Linked DNA regions of Mus musculus: region 2 is linked to region 1. Evidence: chromatin contacts called from public HiChIP or PLAC-seq data. All regions are on one chromosome and are shown on one strand. The core of a region is the stretch at or near the end of the contact, and the rest is flanking DNA. Distances in the headings are between cores, read along the strand shown. Region 1 overlaps Crybg1 (crystallin beta-gamma domain containing 1). Region 2 overlaps Crybg1 (crystallin beta-gamma domain containing 1).

Region 1 (3,372 bases), core at 633-3,132:
TTAGCTTGACCTCCATAATCTACCAGATGTGGCTTTGAACAATAAAAGTAGCTTTTATTGCTTTACATGCATCTATTGCTGGATAGAAAGAGTAGAAACAACTTCCTGGTTAAGAAAGGTGGACAAGACTATGCCCTTTGCACGGAGAGCATCTTCTGCCTCACAGAGTAGATGTCTGCACCAACTTCAGCCCAGAGAGGCCTAGTGAGTGAAGAACTGTTTGTGGAAAGTGGAAGCAACCCCATTCGGTGGGATGAGAGGCAGGGCAGGGCATAGTTAGGAAAACCATCTGAATGCACAGTCAAATCTTAAACGGGAGCAGAATTGCCCCCACTGGAGCTGGCAGAGGATGCGTATGAGGCCAGGGCAGGCACAGAGCTGGGCAGGGAATGCTGAGGACCAGCACAGAGGTAGTGCCAGGAGGCAGGGCTGAGTGGTGAAGGAGAGCTGGGGTGAGGGGTCAATGCCCATTGTCTTAGTTAGGGTGTTATGCTGTGAACAGACACCATGACCAAGGCAACTCTTATAAAGACATTTCATTGGGGCTGGCTTACAGGTTCAGACATACAGTCCAGTATCATCAAGGCAGGAGCATGGCAGCATCCAAGCAAGGCAGACAGGCATGGTGCAGACAGAGCTGAGAGCTCTACATCTTCATCTGGAGGCTGCTAGCAGAATACTGGCTTCCAGGCAGCTAGGGTGAGGGTCTTAAAGCAGACTTCCACAGTGACACACCTACTCCAACAGGGCCACACCTTCTGATAGTGCCACTCTCTGTGCCAAGCGTATACAAACCACCACACTCATCCTCCTTACCTGGAGCCTGTGCTTCCAGTTCCTTGCCCCACCCCTACCCCCGTCCCTGGTCCCTGGCTGCTCTGTTGGGATGAAGGTTTAGGTGGGATGAGTCTACCACACTAGGCTCTGATGTGGGCCACTTGATGCTAGGTGCTCACTGAACACCAGGGTGAAGCTTCTGCTATGAACTTGCTTGTGAAAGTCCACACTGCAGTATCTTCAGAGGCAGCCCGAGGAGACAGATTAGAAAGTTAGACACGCCTGATTTGGTTATCTGCAGATCAATGCAGGTGACTTGAGGCCCTTTTTTTTTTTTTTTTTAAATTAAATCCACTTTCAAAGTTCCCAGTTTTATTAGTTTTGGTAATGTATGACAGAGTTATTTCAAGCTTAAAAATCAATGTGATGGATGGTTTTAAAACTGAGGCTTATTGAGCACCTCCCCCCAAAGATTATTTTTTTCTTAAAGATTTTTTATGTATTTTATGTATGCAAGTGCTCTGTTTTCATGCACACCAAAAGAGGGCATTGGATCCCATTACAGATGGTTATGAGCCACCAATGTAGTTAATAGAATTGAACTCAGGACCTCTGGAAGAGCAACCAGTGCTCTTAACCACTGAGCCATTTCTCCAGCCCTCAAAGACTATATTTTAGGCAGGCACTCCCTTGGTTGTATAAGGGCTAGCTTGCTGGTTGAGCTAGCCTATTTATGGTTTCAGTTTATTTGGGCCATTTGAGGATTTTGGCTGCAGCTTTTAAGCTCACAAAAACACATCGAGGGAAATCTCTCAGTTTATCAACCACTGACTTCTGCCTGTTCAGTATTTTTAGGCAACACTCTCCTCTCTAATTCTAGTTTTGTTTTGTTTTTTACTTAAAAACAACAACAACAACCCCACTCTTTTAATACAAAAGTGTAATGATGCCATCTTTTGAGAGGTTTTCACTGTTATCTAATAGTTCTTATTATTTCCTGCTGTGTGAACTTTAACACTTTTGTAGGCTATGGGTTGCTAAGTCAGATGCCTCCCAGGGCCAGGCAGGAAATACAAAGGGCGAGGCTGCTGGGAGTGGAATCAGAGGGAGCAGTGGAATGTGGGCCAAGACCATGGCCTGGGAAGGACCGCCCATGCTGGATTGCCTGGGCAGAAGGTAGAACTCACTTCCTGTGAGATGTTATCAAACCTAAGGGTTATTTAGCGAGAGAAATAAGAGGAAGAAGTCTTAGTAGGTTGGGGCAGGATGATCCCAAGTTTGAGGCTAGCCTGGTCTTCCTGGTGTGTGAGACCCTGTCTCAAAAGAACAAGAAGCACATAGCACTGACTCTTGGGATACAAATTAAAATTGTATAAGAAAATTTCCTAGTTAAAAAACAATACAGAGCAAAATAAACCAAGGGGCCTGGTTGTAGCTCTGGGGTGGAGTGCTTGGCCAGCATTGCAAGGCCCTGGGTCTGACTTCTCTGCACTCAAACAAACAAACAAACAAACAAACAAACAAAACAAAGACAAAGACAAAGACAAAAACAAAAACAAAAACAAAAACAAAAACAAAAACAAAAACAACAGAACAGAACAGAAGCACACAGTAGCTGTGCATGTCCAGTACGTCTCTGCTGTAGATGGTCTTGTGTCCTCATTTCAGTTTGATAATTTTGGCATCATCTTATATAAATTAAAACAAACCATAAAGTAACCAATCACACTGTGTGCTTCACCTACTGTAACTACTGTGATAATACTGAACACTCTCAGTGGAAACTGAGTTTTTTACTATGCTGTTTTTTGTTTTGTTTTGTTTTAGGGTGGCCGTAAAGTTGAATTCCCTACAGATCCAAAGGTAAGAAGGAGAGGGGAGAGAGAGAGAGAGAGAGAGAGAGAGAGAGAGAGAGAGAGAGAGAGAGAGAGAGAGAGAATATAAGTGGGTGTGCATCCAGAAGTGAGGGGGTAGGGAAGAGAGAAATTATTCTGCGATCTTTAAGTATATGATGCTAATGTGACTTCACCACTAAGTCTTCCTCCCACTAAACTTCAGGAAAAGGCTAATGGCACCGGTTATCTTAGCATGGCCTCCAAGGTTCACTGTTCTATTAACTTTACCATTCCTGGTTGGATTTGCTAATTGATGAGCCCATTGCTGGCAACAGAAGAGAGCTTTTAAGCTTTTCAGCTTGTTTGGGGGAGATTGAGCTCAGCCTTTGCCTGCTGAGCTGTGAGTCCAGCTCCATCCCCCAGCTCTTCCTGCAGAGCCATGAGTCCAGCTCCATCCCCCAGCTCTCCCTGCTGAGCCATGAGTCCAGCTCCATCCCCCAGCTCTCCCTGCTGAACCATAAGTCCAGCTCCATCCCCCAGCTCTCCCTGCTGAACCATAAGTCCAGCTCCATCCCCCAGCTCTTCCTGCAGAGCCATGAGTCCAGCTCTATCCCCCAACTCTTTCTGCAGAGCCATGAGTCCAGCTCTATCCCCCAGCTCTCCCTGCTGAACCATAAGTCCAGCTCCATCCCCCAGCTCTTCCTGCAGAGCCATGAGTCCAGCTCTATCCCCCAGCTCTCCCTGCTGAACCATAAGTCCA
Region 2 (3,372 bases), core at 433-2,932, 66 kb before region 1:
TGCTCCTCTGGACACTCCTTCTCAGAGCCCATACCAGACAGCGGTACAGGTCACATGACTGTCGCTTCAGCCATCACCTCACCCAGCCATGTTTGCTCGTTGACACTTTCCTATTGGAGGAACTTTCCTTTATCCTGTGTTTCACTACCTAAAAGGCTCATGAGGAAGCCAGAACAAGTGCTTGATTTAATTCCCTTATTCCTCGGTTTCTGGAATAATGACTCGTCGAATTAGAACCTCCAGATAGAGCCACAGTAAAGTTCTTGTTATTTGTGCTGTACTTGCAACTGTGCAAGAATCATAGAATCGAACAGATATTATCAGAAAGATAACGACCGGAAGCTGTGAGCCACTGGTCCTTTCTACCTTTAAATATGGCCATCAAAAGCTGGGAAGATGGCTCTGTGGGCAGACTGCATGCTGTGCAGGCACAGGAACCTGAGTCTGAGCCCCTGCATCTATGCAAAAGTGGGGTGTGGTGGTGGACATCTGTAATCCCAGCAGTGGGTAGGTGGCGCTGTGGCAGGCCAGTCAGCCTAGCCATCTGATGATCTACATGTTCGGTAAGAGGTCCTGCCTCAGAAAATAAGGTAGAGGATGATTAAGGGAGACAGCTGACATTCACCTCAGCCTCTTCATGCATGCACAGACATGTATGTGCACTCACACCCTCAGGAACACATTCACAGAACATGCACACACCCATGGCCCTTCACTTGGACCTGCACACAGACACCACACAAGATAATCAAATGTTGGAGAGGAGGGGAGGGGAGGGGAGGGGAGGGGAGGGGAGGTCAGGGGAGGGGAGGGGAGGTCAGGGGAGGGGAGGGGAGGGGAGGGGAGGAGAGGAGAGGAGAGGAGAGGAGAGGAGAGGAGAGGAGAGGAGAGGAGAGGAGAGGAGAGGAGAGGAGAGGAGAGGAGAGGAGAGAGAACTGGGAATAGTATAAGGAAACCTGTTTTGGAAGGAAGGGAGAAGTGGCCCTCACAGAGAGTGGCATTTCCAGGAAGGGTGAGCAGTCCCTGACACCATTGAGAATGGGGGTTTGGGGGTGGGATGCCAACAGAAAGGTGACATGCACAGTTCAGTGGATCATGAAAGAGGAAGAAGAGAGCAACCAAGAGCTTGTGCTTTGGCAGCACAGATTCCACCGTAGGCTGACCCTGACCTTGTGATACCCTAGATTCCGAGTCTACTGAGATGCTAACATGAACGGGAGTCTTCTTTCTAGACGTTTTTCTTCTACTTCTATGGAACATAAGACACTTTTGAAGATGCAATTTCAAAACACATTCATCCATTGACACCCCCTGTACCATGTTCCTGGGTACACTGGGATAAACATGGGTTTCCTTATCCACTAAGGAATATGATGCATGGTTATGTCGTTATCAGAGGAGTGCTGCTCGCTCAGAAGGAATGAGGGCAGTGATTACATCTGCCAAACTACCCTGTGACTCAGAGGCTGACCCGCAGCAGGGTTCAAAACAAAACAAAACAAAACAAAGCAAAGCACAAAGCACCCCAAATGTGACCGTGTCGTTAAATATGTCTGTGGTCTTCTGAAAAGCCAATGCTAAAAAAGTCTGTGTTCAGAAAGGCAGCTGTGATCGTCCATCTTTGTGGTGCTGGGGGTGGAACTGAGGAGCAGGGCAGGGCTCTACTGCCGGGCCACACCCTCAGCCCAGTGCTGGTGTGTTTAATAGAAGCCACCAGGCTGTTGATGCGTCAGCAGTCCATCAGGAATCTCCATAGTGTGCAACAACTTACAAACCTTTGTAATTATACAGTCTTTCCCTTTTTTATGTGCTTTTATATTTGGGGAGATTAAAAACGCCCAGGAAACTTTAACTGGCCTTTTAAAGTCCCAACGCTTTTACTTTTTGTTTAGTATTTTATTGTTCTTGCTGTGAAGACAAGGTCTCACTATGTAGCCCAGGCTGGTCTACAACGTATGGCAATCCTCCTGACTCTGCTTCCTGATTGCTGGAATTACAGACAGCCATCTCAATGACTGACTTCACTTCTTAACATAAATTCATTTAGAAGTTTTAGCTACATTCAGATTACTAAATAAGCCCTGTGGTGGCCCAAAGGATATTCCATTTGATTTCAGCCTGAGCTATATAGTAAGGCCCTGACTCAGAACAACAACAAAAAAGAGATATTAAGAATAGATTTGGAGGGTTGGAGAGAGAGTTCAGCGGCTAAGAGCACTTGCTGTTCTTGCACAAGACACAGATTCCATTCCCAGCACTGACATCTGGAGCTCACAACCACCTGTAACTCTAGTTCCAAGGGATCCAATGCGCTCTTCCGGCACCTATAGGCTTGATTCACATACATGGTACACATACACACATTGCAGACAAAACACTCATGCATATTAAATAATAAATAAAATTTTAGAAAGGAAACTAAATACATTTAGTGTCTTCCTCCGATGGGAGGACGAGCAACTCTAGTTCCAAAGACTGCATGGGTCTCTTCTTCATCCCTCGGAGAGCAGGCCCTACAGGGGAGCGATCTTCCCAGGACCAGAGGGTAATCAGTAGAAGCTGTGTCTAGGGACTCCATGCAGAGCTTTCATGCACAAGCAGAGCTGTCTCTGGGCAGGTGTGGCAGGTCTCGTGTATATAACGTGGAGGCAGGCTATGGAAGAGAATACTGGGCTTCAGATATGTTTGAAGGTATATTTTTTCAAGGGATACAATCTTGGGAAATAGGAAAGGAAGAGACCATGGAAAGGGCTAGGCACAGGATCGGGATCTCAGGTTGGGTGAAATGAGGGGAGCGTGGCTCTAGTGACATTTACAGCTTGAAAACTACTTAAAGCATAAGAAGGAAACTAGAATTTTATTTGATGCTCTTTTAGCTTAACTCATAACTTTAGAATACTTAAGTATATGATGTGGAACTTTCCATTTAGAATCTTGTTTTCTCTTTTTTAAAATTAATGTTTGGGCAAATTTGGCCAGTTAAATACTTTTAGTACATATTAATTATATGTAATTTGTTTTATTATAAAAAAATTTTCAAGACAGGGTTTGACTGGGTTTTTTTGTTTGTTTGTTTTTTTATTTTAGTTGTTTTTTGTTTTATTGTTTGTTTCTTGTTTAGCTCTGGTTGTCCTGCAACTCATTCTATAGTCCAAGCTGTCCTCAGACTGACAGAGAACTGCCTCTGCCTCCTCTGCCTCCTCTGCCTCCTCTGCCTCCTCTGCCGCCTCTGCCGCCTCTGCCTCTGCCTCTGCCTCTGCCTCTGCCTCTGCCTCTGCCTCTGCCTCTGCCTCTGCCTCTGCCTCTGCCTCTGCCTCTGCCTCTGCCTCTGCCTCTGCCTCTGCCTCCTCTGCCGCCTCTGCCTCTGCCTCT

Evidence for each region. HiChIP or PLAC-seq counts read pairs in DNA pulled down with a chosen protein or histone mark.
Region 2: a contact with region 1 is called in an HNF4G HiChIP or PLAC-seq map of pancreatic cancer cells. The contact joins two enhancer-like sites. A contact is called at or near these places in 2 of 484 Hi-C or Micro-C datasets (bone marrow-derived macrophages and nephron progenitors), 3 of 115 datasets of contacts at active chromatin or transcription factors (embryonic stem cells, pancreatic cancer cells and regulatory T cells) and 3 of 9 other capture datasets (adipose tissue, liver and pancreatic islet).

The regions. Positions count from the first base shown.
Region 1 is chr10:43,976,066-43,979,437 of GRCm38.p6, reverse strand. Crybg1 (crystallin beta-gamma domain containing 1) reads left to right here. Exons shown (of 22, transcript NM_001368305.1): 10 at 2,605-2,640. The region is part of intron 3 of Gm40636 (a long non-coding RNA gene); the gene reads right to left. Among named protein-coding and RNA genes, the nearest start is that of Gm40636, 9.5 kb to the right of the region's middle. Within about 2 kb of position 1,882, at least 53 of the 459 cell types and tissues checked have an H3K27ac peak or open chromatin away from gene starts, as enhancers often do. A contact at or near this core is called in pancreatic cancer cells, where this site is marked.
Region 2 is chr10:44,042,066-44,045,437 of GRCm38.p6, reverse strand. All of the region lies in intron 2 of Crybg1 (crystallin beta-gamma domain containing 1), which reads left to right. Among named protein-coding and RNA genes, the nearest start is that of Gm40636, 75 kb to the right of the region's middle. Within about 2 kb of position 1,682, at least 41 of the 459 cell types and tissues checked have an H3K27ac peak or open chromatin away from gene starts, as enhancers often do. A contact at or near this core is called in pancreatic cancer cells, where this site is marked.